Regions from separate parts of the Ovis aries genome. Here region 1 is linked to region 2. The links are chromatin contacts, called in public Hi-C maps. All regions are on one chromosome and are shown on one strand. Each heading gives the region's core, a stretch centred on a gene start, on an enhancer-like site or on the middle of the called end of the contact. The rest is flanking DNA. Distances are from core to core; before and after follow the strand shown.

The links. A called contact is a pair of places that touch in the nucleus more often than the background predicts.
Region 1: a contact with region 2 is called in a Hi-C map of mixed tissues, with 2.3 times the contacts expected there. The contact joins the promoter of ADCK2 here to the enhancer-like site in region 2. A contact is called at or near these places in 2 of 16 Hi-C or Micro-C datasets (mixed tissues and omental adipose tissue).

Annotation. Positions count from the first base shown.
Region 1 is chr4:105,413,191-105,420,183 of ARS-UI_Ramb_v3.0, forward strand. ADCK2 (aarF domain containing kinase 2) reads left to right here and starts at 5,627. Exons shown (of 8, transcript XM_004008109.5): 1 at 5,627-6,993. The coding sequence starts at 6,297. LOC132659768 (a long non-coding RNA gene) reads right to left here and starts at 5,589. Exons shown (of 3, transcript XR_009600546.1): 1 at 5,386-5,589; 2 at 4,786-5,012; 3 at 1-856.
Region 2 is chr4:105,368,225-105,375,249 of ARS-UI_Ramb_v3.0, forward strand. It overlaps DENND2A (DENN domain containing 2A), which reads right to left. Exons shown (of 20, transcript XM_060415154.1): 3 at 1,517-2,668. The coding sequence starts at 2,544. Among named protein-coding and RNA genes, the nearest start is that of DENND2A, 33 kb to the right of the region's middle. Within about 2 kb of position 4,202, at least 3 of the 54 cell types and tissues checked have an H3K27ac peak or open chromatin away from gene starts, as enhancers often do.

The DNA.
Region 1 (6,993 bases), core at 4,377-6,876, 46 kb after region 2:
CACTGGAGAAGGAAATGGCAACCCCCTCCAGTGTTCTTGCCTGGAGAATCCCAGGGATGGGGGAGCCTGGTGGGCTGCCATCTATGGGGTCGCACAGAGTCGGACACGACTGAAGCGACTCAGCAGCAGCAGCAGCAGCAGCAGCAGCAGCAGCAGCAGCAGTCGTCATTGACTAAGTTCTGAGTACTCTGGGCCCATTGCTGTAGAGGCTGTAGACCAGTGTTCTGTTGTCATATGTGGTCCAGCCAGTGTCTGTTTGTATATCCAGCCTCTTAATTCATTAGCCATTCTAAATAGAGTAGTCCTGCTGTTACTAATCACGAAACATTACATAGAGTTATCCATGTGAGAAGCAGTTTGACTGCAAATCAACATCTGTGATTTTCAAAGCCTGCCCATTCAATTTTTGATTTAGGGTTCATATCTGATGTAACTGTTTGATTTTGTGGTCCATGATGTCTTACTGTGTACAACATTGCTCTCCCAGCTGAAATCCACATGGGCCCCAGGGACCCCTCAACTGGGCCTGTGTGGGCGACTGTAATTCCTTGAAATGCGGCACCTGTATTTCCATCACCACTGCCGCCGCCTCCAGCTACTACCACCTCAGCTCCATCACCACAAGACTGATGGTTCTCCAACTGTGTTCCCAGGCCCAGAGGCGGCAGCAGACCAGAACTCGTTAGAACTGCAGATTCTCAGGCTCCATGCCAACCTACAGGATCAGACACTGGGGACGAGGTCAGCCCTCAGGGGGTTCTGATGGATGCTAAAGTTAGACAGCCTCTGCTTCAGGGGAATTTCTAGGATGCCACAAGGGGCTCAAGTCAGATCTTCCATGATGTTGCCTCCATATCTGTGAAACAGAACAACTTCTGTTTATCTAGATAATATAAACAACAATACTTGCTAACATTTAGTGACACCTGGTGTTATGCACGTCACATACAGCTTTGGCTTTCAAAAGTCTGAGAGGCAGGATCTGTTTATACCTCCATCTGACAAGCGAGGAATAGAGGCTCCAAAAGGCGAGGTGACTCGTCCCTAACGTTATACAGGTTACACAGAACTGAAACCAGGCTTATGTGGCTCCAGAATTTTGCTCTTAACCACTGGTAAAGATAACAATTGCCGGACTTCCCTGGCGGTCCACTGGTTAAGACTCCATGCTTCCAGTGTTCTGTCTCTGGTCTGGGAACTAAGGTCCCATGTGCTACATGGAGAGGCCAAGAAAGAAAGAAATAATCAAACAAAAAAGATGCTAACTGCCACATGGATGGAAGTCTAAAGAATTTGTATAGTTTTAGTCAGAGTTCCCGGCCCAATTTGCCTGAAGTCAAACAGAGGCCCAGACAGACCATCTGAGGTCACCTCTTTTATTTTGGGGGGAAGATAAAAAATTTTTTAATTTATCCTTCCGCCAAACTAATTTCCATCTGCAGTTATTTTTTAATGTAAAAAGCAATGAGTCAACTGAAGAAAGGTCTGTGGCCTTGGCTAGGCCATGGTGACACTGGGACACTCAACTGAGAACCTGGGCCCATGGGGATGAGCAGGACTGGACCCGCCTCAGGGAAGCGTCTCCAGGAAGGCTCTGCGGTGCCACGCCCTCTGCTGGTAGACAGTCTCAAGGACAGTATAGTTGCCATAACAGGAATCTTCAATAATGAGTTGTTTTGGGGATCAGAGCTGGCAGATCAATTCAGTTCAGTCACTTAGTCGTGCCCAATTCTTTGTGACCCCATGACTGCAGCACACCAGCTTCCCTGTCCATCACCATCTCCCAGAGCTTGCTCAAACTCATGTCCATTGAGTCGGTGATGCCGTCCAACCATCTCGTCTTCTGTCATCCCCTTCTCCTCCCGCCTTCTATCTTTCCCAGCATCAGGGTCTTTTCCAATGAGTCAGTTCTTTGTATCAGATGACCAAAGTGCTGGAGTTTCAGCTTCAGCATCAGTTCTTCCAACAAATTATTCAGGACTGATTTCCTTTAGGATACACTGGTTGGATCTCCTTGCAGTCCAAGGGACTCTCAAGAGTCTTCTCCAGCTGAAAAGCATCAATTCTTTGGTGCTCAGCCTTCCTTATGGTCCAACTCTCACATCCATACTTGACTAATAGGAAAACCATAGTTCTGACTAGACGGACCTTTGCTGGCAAAATAATGTCTCTGTTTTTAATATGTTGTCTAGGTTGGTCATAGCTTTTCTTCCAAAGAGCAAGCATCTTTTAATTTCATGGCTGCAGTCACCATCTGCAGTGATTTTGGAGCCCCCCAAAATAAAGTCTCTCACTGTTTCCATTGTTTCCCCACCTATTTGCCAAGGAGTAATGGGACCAGATGCCATGATCTTAGTTTTCTGAATGTTGAGTTTTAAGCCAACTTTTCCACTCTCCTCTTTCACTTTCATCGAGGCTCTTTAGTTCCTCTTTGCTTTCTGCCTTAAGCTTGTGTCATCTGCATATCTGAGGTTATTGATATTTCTCCCAGAAATTTTGATTCCAGCTTATGCTTTATCCACCCTGGCATTTCATATGCTGTACTCTGCATATAAATTAAATAAGCAGAGTGACAATATACAGCCTTGATGCACTCCTCCATATCTGGTTCTAACTGTTGCTTCCTTACCTGCATCCAAGTTTCTCAGGAGGCAGGTAAGGTGGTCTGTATTCCCATCTCTTTCAAAATTTTTCACAGTTTTTTGTGACCCACACAGTCAAAAGCTCTAGCGTAGTCAATGAAGCAGAAGTAGATGTTTTTCTGAAATTCTCTTGCTTTTTCTATGATCCTATGGATGTTGGAAATTTGATCTCTGGTTCCTCTGCCTTTTCTAAATCCAGCTTGAACATCTGGAAGTTCTCAATTCACATATTGTTGAAGCCTACTTAGCTTGGAGGATTTTGAGCATGACCTTGCTAGCATGTGAAGTGAGCGTAATTGTGGGGTCCTTTGAACATTCTTTGGCATTGCCTTTCTTTGGGATTGGGATGAAACCTGACCTTTTCCAGTCCTGTGGCCACTGCTGAGTTTTCCAAATTTTCTGGCATATTGAGTGCAGCACTTTTACAGCATCATCTTTTAGGATCTGCAGTAGTTCAGCTACGATTCCATCATCTCCATTAACTTTATTTGTAGTGATGCTTCCTAAGGCCCATTTGACTTCACACTCCAGGATGTTTGGCTCTAGGTGAGTGAGCACACCATCGTGGTCATCTGGGTCATTAAAATCTTTTGTATAGTTCTTCTGTGTATTCTTGCCACCTCTTTTTAATATCCACTGCTTCTGTTAGGTCCATACTATTTCTGTCCTTTATCGTGCCTATCTTTGCATGAAATGTTCCTTTGGTACCTCTAATTTTCTTGAGGAGATCTCTAGTCTTTCCCATTCTATTGTTTTCCTCTATTTCTTTGTATTGATCACTAAAGAAGGCTTTCTTACCTCTCCTTGCTATTCTTTGGACCTCTGCATTCAGATGGATATATCTTTCTTTTTCCCCTTTGCCTTTTGCTTCTCTTCTTTTCTCAACTATTTGTAAGACCTTCTCAGATAATCATTTTGCCTTTCTGTATTTCTTTTTCTTGAGGATGGTTTTGATCACCACCTCCTGTATAATGTTATGAACCTCCATCCATAGTTTCTCAGGCACTGTCTATCAGATCTAATCCCTTAATCTATTTGTCACTTCCTGTGTATAATCCTAAGGGATTTGATTTAGGCCATACCTGAATGGTGTAGTGGTTTTCCTTACTTTTTTCAATTTAAGTCTGAATTTTGCAATAAGGAGTTCATGATCTGAGCCACAGTCAACTCCCGGTCTTGTTTTTGCTGACTGTATAGAGCTTCTCCATCTTCAGCTGCAAAGAATATAATCAATCTGATTTCAGTATTGACCATCTGGCGACGTCCATGTGTAGTGTCATCTCTTGTGTTGTTGGAAGGTGTTTGCTATGACCAGTGGATTCTCTTGGCAAAATTCTTATTAGCCTTTGCCCCATTTCATTTTGTACTCTGAAGCTTGGAGGGTATAGTTAATGGCTGGCCATACTTAAAACCAGCGGAGTTAGGTATGACTTCTGTCTTGGGAACTTCAAAAAGGGTCTGCACATCTTGGGAAATGGGAGTTGGATTGTTAGCCTGCAGTGCAAGAGTCACCAAGTTTTCCCGCAGTCCTTAGGCTGTGAGTGGCAGTCACACTTCCAGCAGCAGGCATGGGCCACGTCTCCAGGGTCTTTCCACTTGTGAGTCCCTGGCAGACTTCTCTGGAAGGCTGTCACCCACGTAGAGATAAAGGGTCGTGAATGTAGAGGTGACTGTGGTACCCCAGCGCAGTCAGCCTCCAAGCCCCAAACAGCAGAGCAGATGCCCACTGGCCTTCCCTGGCTGTCCTGACTGATTTCCAAGCTCTGCTCTGCTCCTCTTTGCTTTCTAGGGCTATCTGGCCTTCTCTGGTTCTTCACAGTTTAAAAAAACTCCCTCAGAACCTCACAGCAAACATCTTCCTATTTGGGGGCTTAATTCTTTTTGCGGCTGAACACCCTCCCACCCGTACCACCCTCCCCTCTTCTCCCAAATAGCTGCCATCCTGGGGGGTTCTCCTTGTTGCCCAAATCTTGGCTCTGTGCACCAGTGCCAAACAGAAATATGGAGACAGAGTTATGGAGGAGAAGGAAAGAGCGGCTTTATTCATTCGCCAGACAAAGGGGGAACACAGTAGGCTAGTGCCTCAAGAACTGTGCCCCCCTCCCTGGTAAAGAGGGAGGGGTTATATAGTCTGGCAAGGTACCTGAGAAGGATCAAGACGGTAACAGTCTTGCATTCTTCTTCTGCAAAGTTTCAAAAGGGTGAGGTTGCTGACAAGGTTAGGGTGTGCAGCGGCTTGGATGGTTAGGTCTCCTAATTCTTGAATACCCTTTAATCGTGCCTCAGGTGGTTTCCTGGCTGCTCCTCCCTTGATTAGCAACTGTTCTGCCCTTTGGGACTCAGAGAAGGTCATGGAGGCTGGAGTCTTGCCTACAAGAAATGGGGGACAAAGAGACCTTCGTGTCCAGGAGCCCCGCAGGGCCCAGCTCGGCATCGTCCGCATTGTTCCCTTCTTTCATGGTGAGATCTTCCTCAAAAGTGATGAGCCTGCAAGGTCAGGATGTGTGTTTCCATGTTCCCAGGACCTCGCACGGTAGATATTATTGAGCCTCGATAAATATTAGATGGAGTTTAAGAAATATAGACTTGGTTGAATGAATGATCACTCTTTCCGGAGCCACAGCCCCGGGTTCAAACACGTTCCCCAAATCAGGGCAGCCTGGGAATCCCGCCGTCCAAGGACAACACCCCCCACCCAGCTCCTCCCACCACCCTCCCGATCCCGCTCAACTGAAAACCAGACCTTGTTCAGGAACCGGCTATCAATATCCCCGGCATTCCCGCGTTTCCACGCTGTTTGTAAGGAAAGCTACAATGTCATTGGAGAGACAGAGGCACAGTGGAGAGACCGGGTGTGGAGGGCGCGTTTGGCGTTAATTCTATTTGTGGGACCCCAGGACCCGAGGGCCGGGTGAATCTCTGCCGGAGTCTGGGTCGCGTTCGCTTTAAAGGGGCGGTTCCCGAGCCGGCGGGCGGGCGGTCCCGGAAGACGCGCGTCGCGCGGCCTGGGCGTCGGGATCCCTGCTCCCCGGCCCCCCCGGGTCCGGATCCCCGGTCCTCGGACCCCCGGCCCCTCCGAGTCCCTATCTCCGGTACTCCGCTCCGCGACCCTCCGCTCCCCTTCCCCGCCCCTGGCGCCCAGACCTCCACTGCCCTTGGGACCTCGGCTCTCTGGAGCCCCCACCCGACTCCTCCCCACCGCGCGCTCGCTGCCTTGGTCCTCGACCGTTCGCGCTGCCCCCGCCCCCGGCCCCAGCTCTCCACCCCTCGCCTTATCTGGTTCTTCCTCACCCCCATCAGGCTCTCCGCACCGCGGCCCTCCGATCGGTCCCCCTCGCGCCCCTCTCCGCGCAGCCCTGCTGCGTCCTGGCCCTCGGCGGGTGCACTCTGGCGCCGGCGGGCGTGCGCGGTGACCCTGCGGTCGCCCGGCTCCGTCTCCGCCCGCGCGGCCACCTCGCGCAGGTCACGTCCCTGTCCTGGGGACTGCACACGGGCGGCCAGGTCTGCGCGCCCCCTTCATCTCGCTGCTGCCCCGCTCTTAAACGGAATACTCGGCGGAGGCCCGGACTCATGTCGTCCTTGCGGAAAGAAGGAACATAGATGGGCCCTCCTTAAGTGGAGGCAGGCAGCCGAGGCCGTGACCTCTGGGAGAGGATGGTGACCCCCTGGCGCTTCTCTCTCAGGGTCTGCTTGGCGCACTTGAGAGGTTTTGCGCTCAGAAAGGAACTCGGCCTTCTGAGACCCTCTGGGGGCTGTCGCAAGGCTAGACTCTGTTGGCTTCTGCTTGGCACTTTGCCCAAACTCGTCTCCACCTGTGAGGACATTGGCAAGGGGGCTCCGGAGAGCGTACGTCGACAGACCACCAGTTGGAGTGACCTGGCTGAAAATGGGCCGCTGGAAAGAGTCCCTACGGAGGGGCGGCTGGGCTGGCTCCTCCTGCACGTGCGCATCTGGCTCAGAGCAGGGGCTCTCTTGGTGAAATTCTTCCCCCTCCTCCTACTCTATCCCCTCACCTATCTGGCTCCCAGTGTCTCCAGTCTCTGGCTCCACCTGCTTCTGAAAGCCACCGAGACCTCGGGCCCCACCTACATCAAGTTGGGCCAATGGGCCAGCACCCGGCGGGATCTCTTCTCAGAGGCGTTCTGCGCCCAGTTCTCCAGGCTGCACGTCCAGGTGTCGCCCCATCCTTGGACTCACACCGAACACTTCCTGCGCCAGGCCTTTGGGGAGGACTGGGAGAGGGTCCTCTTCTTTGAGAAGCAGGAGCCAGTGGGTTCCGGCTGCGTGGCCCAAGTGTACAAAGCGCGAGCCAATCCTGCCTTCCTGGAGAACGACAGCATCCAGAGACTGG
Region 2 (7,025 bases), core at 2,952-5,451:
CGGATTGAGAATTTAGGTTTAGACATAGTAAGTCCAAGCTATTAGATAACCAAATGGGGACCCAAGTAGGAGATGACTGTACAAACCAAAAGCTAGCAGAGGGTCAGGGCCGGAGACATACGTTTGGGAATCATAAGCATGTAACTGACATTTAAAGCCATGAGAGTGGGGGAGACCAGTTTAAGCGACTGCATGTAGATGGAGGAGGGGAGACCCGATCCTGGGATGGGGTGCAGATGGGTTGGGGGGATGTTACTCAACAGGCAGAAGGAGAGGAGGAGCAGCCAGTGAAGTGTGACTATCAGGAAAGCAGATGGTCTAGAAGCCTACAGTGAACATAGGATTTCAAGGGGGTGTGAGTCAAGCTGGTCCACAAAGGCTGCTGCTAAGTTGCTTCAGTCGTGTCCGACTCTGTGTGACCCCACAGACGGCAGCCCACCAGGCTCCACCGTCCTTGGGATTCTCCAGGCAAGACCACTGGAGTGGGCTGCCATTTCCTTCTCCAATGCATGAAAGTGAAAAGTGAAAGGGAAGTCTCTCAGTTGTGTCCAACTCTTGGTGACCCCGTGAACTGCAGCCTACCAGGCTCCTCTGTCCATGGGATTTTCCAGGCAAGAGTATTGAAGTGGGCTGCCATTGCCTTCTCTATCTGCAGAGGCTAAGTGACGTCAATCAAGAAAAGCACAGAGAACTGACAAATTGGATTTAGCAAAGACGGAGGTCGTAGGTGGACTTGGCCAACAGAAGTTCTAGGATTAGTAGCAAAAGCCCTACTGCAGGGAGTCAGGCTAAACCCAGGTGGGAAGCAGTGGTAACAGCAGGGACAGACAGCTATCTGGAGGAGTTTTTCCTCAGTAAAGGGTTTCCAGATTAGAAGGTATCAAACCAATTAGCACATTACAGAAACAGACTAGAGATCAGGTTTCAGAACGGAAAAAAATTGTCTCCAAAGCACAGATTTTACCTTTAAGCATTCACAGGTTTTATTATCTAAAGGTATTTTAATATTACCAAATATTTACCATGTGAGCATCTACACATATAAATGAGAAAATTGAGGCCTCGAGATGTTAAGTAACTTGTTCCAAGTTAGACAGACCGTGAGAGGGCCAGGATAGGCCAGGCAGTGTGTTTCTAGAGTCCAAACCAAGAAAAACCACGAAAGCAAGAGGGAGGAGAGACTTGGAGCTCCACGTGCAAGGTGGGGGTGGTAGAGACAGAATAAGCATCAGTTAGTAGACTGCCAGCGTTAACACTCGTTTGCATTTAACCCCTGGTTACTGTCTGAATTACAAGCACTCAGGCACATCTACGGGGTGATCTTTCGAAGCGAATACTCTCTTTTTCAGGACGAGGAACAAGCACAAGACACTTCTACATCAGTTACCACGTCTTCAGGTTTAATCAGTGAACCATGTTGCTACAGATGGTCTTGACTAACTACGAGATCCGACGATTTAGTAAACAGGCTGAGAACAGACAGTTGCCGTGGGGCATAAAGTCACGGGTCACCTACCTGTGGTCAGCACTGGCTTTCGGTCTCCCGCTCCACAGCCTTCTGTTCACCGAGGGGGGTGGGGGAGAGGAGGGCAGGGGCGGGGGAGGTAGAGAGGGCAGAGGAGGCAGGTTCCTTCTGTCTTTCCGGAAGCTCGTGCCTGGGTTCCCATCCTTGTCCCCTTCTCCATCGTGTTTGAAAGTTCTCCGGGGTTTGGGCAAGGGGTTGATAAAGGGTTTTGTGGGGGGGTCCTCCAAGCCTCTGTACACACTCTCCAGGCTCTGGTCACAGGGCCTCCTGCACAAGCCTTTCCTTTCCTCGGCAGCCTCAAGGGCAGGCTCCCTGGTTTCCAGGTCCAAGCGGTGGGCTCTGAACTCTGAGCCGCCCCCACCCCCGCGGTGCTCAGGAAGGGTGGGCGCCTCCTCGGCCTTGTCCGGCGGGCAGTGTGGGGAATAACACGTGCCTGGTAACTGGGGATCCAACCCGGCAGACCCATCCTTCAGAGCCTGCTCGAGTTTCTTGACCTGCTTCAGCACAGACAGGCTATCGTTCTGAAAGCGCTGTTTGCCAAGCCTGGGCTCCCGGCCTCTGCCCAAGCTGGGAGCCGACTCCCGGGCTGACTGGCTCAGGTCCGGCCTCTGCTCAGCATCCTGTGCTCTGACCTTCACTTTATTCCGCTCATCCTCTCTACTTTCCATGTCCAGCCTCGTTCCATTCTGAGCCTCGGTGACCCGAGCCCTCGAACCATCACTGCTTCTCCTCTCCGTCACACAGGACATCAGGTAACCCTCCTGGCCATCTGCCTTCCTGCCAGGGGCAGGCGTGGGCAATTCCCTTTTCCCTTCCCATTCTGATATCTTGTCCTTTATGCTGAGGGACGTGTGCCGGGCCCTGCCTTGGGCGGGAGGGCACGGGTCCTGAACACTGACCAGCTGCCTCTTGCCGGCCCTGCTGGTTCCTTTAGCACTGAGATCCGAAGCTGAGTCACTGATGATCATATCTGAGCTGAACATGTTCTGTTGAGAACAGTCCACTCTTGGCTCCAGCATCAGGTTATGGAGGCTCTCTAGGGGGCTTCTTCGGAAGGCTGGATCCTGATCTAGGAAAGGGATGGAGGAACTAAATGGCTGCCTTTGAGGGTCTTCGCCAGTCTTTGGACCGTCCACTTTGACCCTAAATAAGAAAAACACAGAGTGAGGCATTCTTGGTTATTGTTCTTGACACATCACAGCAATTTGCTAACACTTACATATAAATTGTTGGGCTTCCCTTGTGGCTCAGCTGGTAAAGAATCCACCTGCAGGGCGGGAGACCTGGGTTCGATCCCTGGGTTGGGAAGATCCCCTAGAGAAGGGAAAGGCTACCCACTCCAGTATTCTGGCTTCAAGGATTCCATGGTCTGTATAGTCAGTCCATGGGGTCAAAGAGAGTCAGATATGACTGAGTGACTTTCACTTTCACTTTCAGATATAAATGTTAGATACTAGTTGCAAGCCACAAACATTGAAACCACCATTGAAAAAATCACTTTATGCTTTTCTCCTGGGGGGACAGCAAAACGGAATGAAAGGAGCTATTGGACTGTGGCATTCAATAGATGTGGGTGTAAATCCTAATTCAACCACTGACCAGTTGTGTGACCTTGGCTGAACTGTTTAACTTCTCTAAACCTCAGTTTCCTCACCTGTGAAATGGGAATAACAATAAACATACCTACCAAGTGGCTATAAACACTTAGTAAGCTAGCTCATATTAAGCATCTAGAATGGTGTGAGTGTACAATGGCAGTTATCATTATTGTTAGCTTTTTCCCAATGAAAATAGAGGTTTCATGAGATAGAAGATTATACCAACAGACAATCCTTTGGAATGATTATTTAAAAATTAAAACAAATGTCATAAGTCATGAAGTTTTCCCTAATTCTGGGCTTGATAAACTGTCCTGATTTGAGTCGGTAAAGCCACAATGACTGGCTGCATTTGACTGGAACCTCCTCTAGAATGTGAACCCCACTAGACTGGTTTCTCTGGGAGGACAGGGATCATTTTGTCTATTGCTTCAACCCTAGCACCCCTAACAACACCCGGCAGAGTAGGTGGTCAATAATACTTGTTGCATGAATAAGCGAGTAAATGAACAGATTCAGATTTCCTGCATGGCCTAGAACTGCATTGTCCGGTATGGCAGTCACTAGCCACATGTGGCTATTTAAACTAAAATCAAGTTAAATCAAAGCTTTGGTTCCTCAGTTGCAGCAGCCACATGTCAAGAACTCAGTAGCCACGTGTGTTTAACAGTTACTATACTGGATGGAATAGAAAACAATTTCCATCACTGCAAAAAGGTCTCACTCAACACAAATGTATGGGGATATAGGCCTCCAAATGTGATTTTAGAAGATCAGTTAGTGCCGTGAAGATGTTAAAAATTATTTAGAAAGAAAAACAGAAGCTCCAATACTTTGGCCATCTGATGTGAAGAGCCAACTCATTGGAAAAGACCCTGATGCTAGGAACGATTGAAGGCAGGAGGAAAAGCGGGCGACAGAGGATGAGATGGCTGGATGGCATCACCGACTCAATGAGCATGAGTTTGAGCAAGCTCTGGGAGATAGTGAAGGACAGAGAAACCTGGTGTGTTGCAGTCTACGGCACTGCAAAAAGTCAGTCATGATTTAGTGACTGAACAACAACAATGAGCGTGAGAGTATCGGTGTTTTGAAATGCAAAGCATTTCTTCCACCAGCAAAGGTCATGACTGAGCACAGTGACCTTAAATGTGCCAAGAAGAGCAAGCGTGCACGGACCGGCTTCATGGCGCATGTTTTCAAAATACACAGGCTCTTGGAAACTCCAGCTAAGGTTCACATGAGGGATGAGTAACTAGCAATTTCACGCATCCTGTTACTATCTAGCTTTCTAGTCCAGAGACTAATGGTTGTTTATATAAAGACTTCTTCCTGGCTTGAGATATTAACATGTAAATTATGTTGTTGTTCTTGGTTGCTTAGCATAAATCAGAAACTTGTGAAATTGGAAACAAATTTTCATATGTTAAATATGGCTATCAAAGCAGATTTCCTTATTTCAATAATCAATTACCATTCATAACAGAGTGCTTACAAAAAAGAAACACTTTTTTTAACAGCTCTGTCACCACTGAGGACATTAGCATGAATTCAAATTTTAGTCAGAATCAGAGTTAGAATCAGTTAGTTATTCTACTGAGAATTCCAAAGCCAGAAATTTAACTTCTTGCTCTTACTGTCTAGAGGCAAGATGAAGAGATAGGACACATAAAAACACAATTCAAGTTAGTTCACGCTTGGTGAGAACTGATGATATAATATATAATCATTAACATCATATGTACTATTAAATAATATTGACAGTAGATGAATATAGGACTTTGGAGTTAAAGGGACCTGGGTTTGGACCTTGGTTTCATTTTTTTCACCCTACAATGAGAATACTGAAATTTTATTGGTGCAGAGGCCAAATTTATTTTGTTCGCTATGCTCAATACATAGCAGGTAGTCAATGAGTTAAATGAGTGAAAGGATGCATTAATATATGTAAAGTACCCACAGTACAGCATACATTGTAAGTCTTGATAGCAATAAATGGTAACTAGTGTTATTGTAATAGTTATAGTTATTGTCTAAGATCCCAAACATCTGGAGTGACTTTACAATCACTGAGGGTCCATCTAAAAACTGAAGACGAGAAAAGGCTAGTCTGTTAGAAAACTACCCTGGAATTATAAAGCTCAAGCAGCAACGGGAAGGATGATGAAACCAGGGCAGAGTGCCTTCTGCACATGTTTGCTGGACCCAAGAACTTCTCTGGTTCATGTTTCCAGGATTCTGTGACCCTTAAAGGGGCTCTGGACTGGGGTGCACAGTTGTGAACAGCTCAGTGATCTGTGAACAGCTCAGTGACTGCCAAGTCCCCTGCAGAATGTGAGACACGGTACCGGAGGAAAGGGCTCCATCTGGGGAGAAAACAACCCTGCTAATATAAGATGGGTAAAAAGGCTATGTGGACAGGTGCAGCTGCAAAGCTTTAGGGCTCAACAATAATTAAAACACCTGAACAAAACAGATAACCAACAAAGACCTACTGTGCAAGCACAGGGAACTCTGCTCAGTGTTATGTGGCAGCCTGGATGGGTGGGGGGAGTTTGGAGGAGAATGGATACATGTATATGTATGGCTGAGTCCCTTTGCTGTTCACCTGAAATTATCACAACATTATTCACTGGTTATACCCCAATACAAAATAAAAAGCTAAAAATAAATAAAGAAAATGAAGTTTTTAAAAAAGAAAAATAAACCCTGGACTGGAAGGCATACATGGGGATAAGGCCCAAAGTGGACCCTAGGCATCAGCCAGACCTTCCTCGACCACTGTGGTCCTATGCTGTTGCCTGAGCACAGGGCATGGAGATGGTTTACAGGGGAGGGGGCTCATCACAATGACTTAGATCAGAAAGCTTCCTTAGTTCAGGGAGGTGGGGTTCGTGAGGAGGGAAAGGCAGTGGAAAAAGGAAGGAGACTGAGAATCTGGGCCAACTTCTGCAGTCATGGGGGAGAAAAGTTCTTACTTGTCAGCCAATTCGTAGCCCAGGTTTTCAGTCCAGCTGTGGCTGCCCTTGGCTGGCCTGCATAGTCATCATGTCAACACCAAGAGGAGCTTCGAGTTGCCTGGGGGAACAGGGGGGCACACTCAGTGAGCATGGCAGCCAATCCAGGGCCCACACCCCAAACTATCCCTGGCGGCTTCCACCCTGGAGTAGGGGGTGACAGGGTTGCACCGTATAGAATTCCCGATGCAGAGAGGGGTGGGGTCAGAGGCACAGAATCTGAGGTCCACCCAGATTCAGCCCCCATGCCAACGCTTCCCATATGTGCAAGCATGTGTGTGTGTCTTTTAGATAAAAGAAACCAAAAATTTTTAGAAAACGTGTAACCTAAGAAAGTAAAACAAATACCAGCACAACTTGCCACTCTTTCAAGGCTCTGTAAGAACCAGTGATGTGCTGCTGCTGCTGCTGCTAAGTCGCTTCAGTCAGACCCCAAAGAAGAGAAGAGTTGTTACTTAATTTGAAACAAGAAATAAACCACCTGCTCAAGTGGCAATGCCTACACAGAGCTATTCTATTCTTCCGCTGCCCTGACGCTGGGTATAAACCTATACTGTCTTTGGCTTTAGAGCCCTGCGTGGAGACACTCTTTCAGAGGCTCAGAATACAGGAGCGGGAAATGCTCAGCCACTAGGTCATCTGTCTGGTCTATGAAAACCAGGAGATGGTCCTAGCAGAGCCAGGCTTCCCACAGAACATCTTGAACCTGCAACATGCTAAGGACCACATGGGTACCAAAGGAGCCGTCTCTGTGGAGAAGCAGCAGGGTTTTTTTGAGAAGCAGCAGTTTTATAAAACTTCAGGGTCTGACATCCAAATGAACTGAAGTAACTGATTAAATGTACTACTTCAATAGCAAGTCCCTACAGAACTCTGGACAAATGA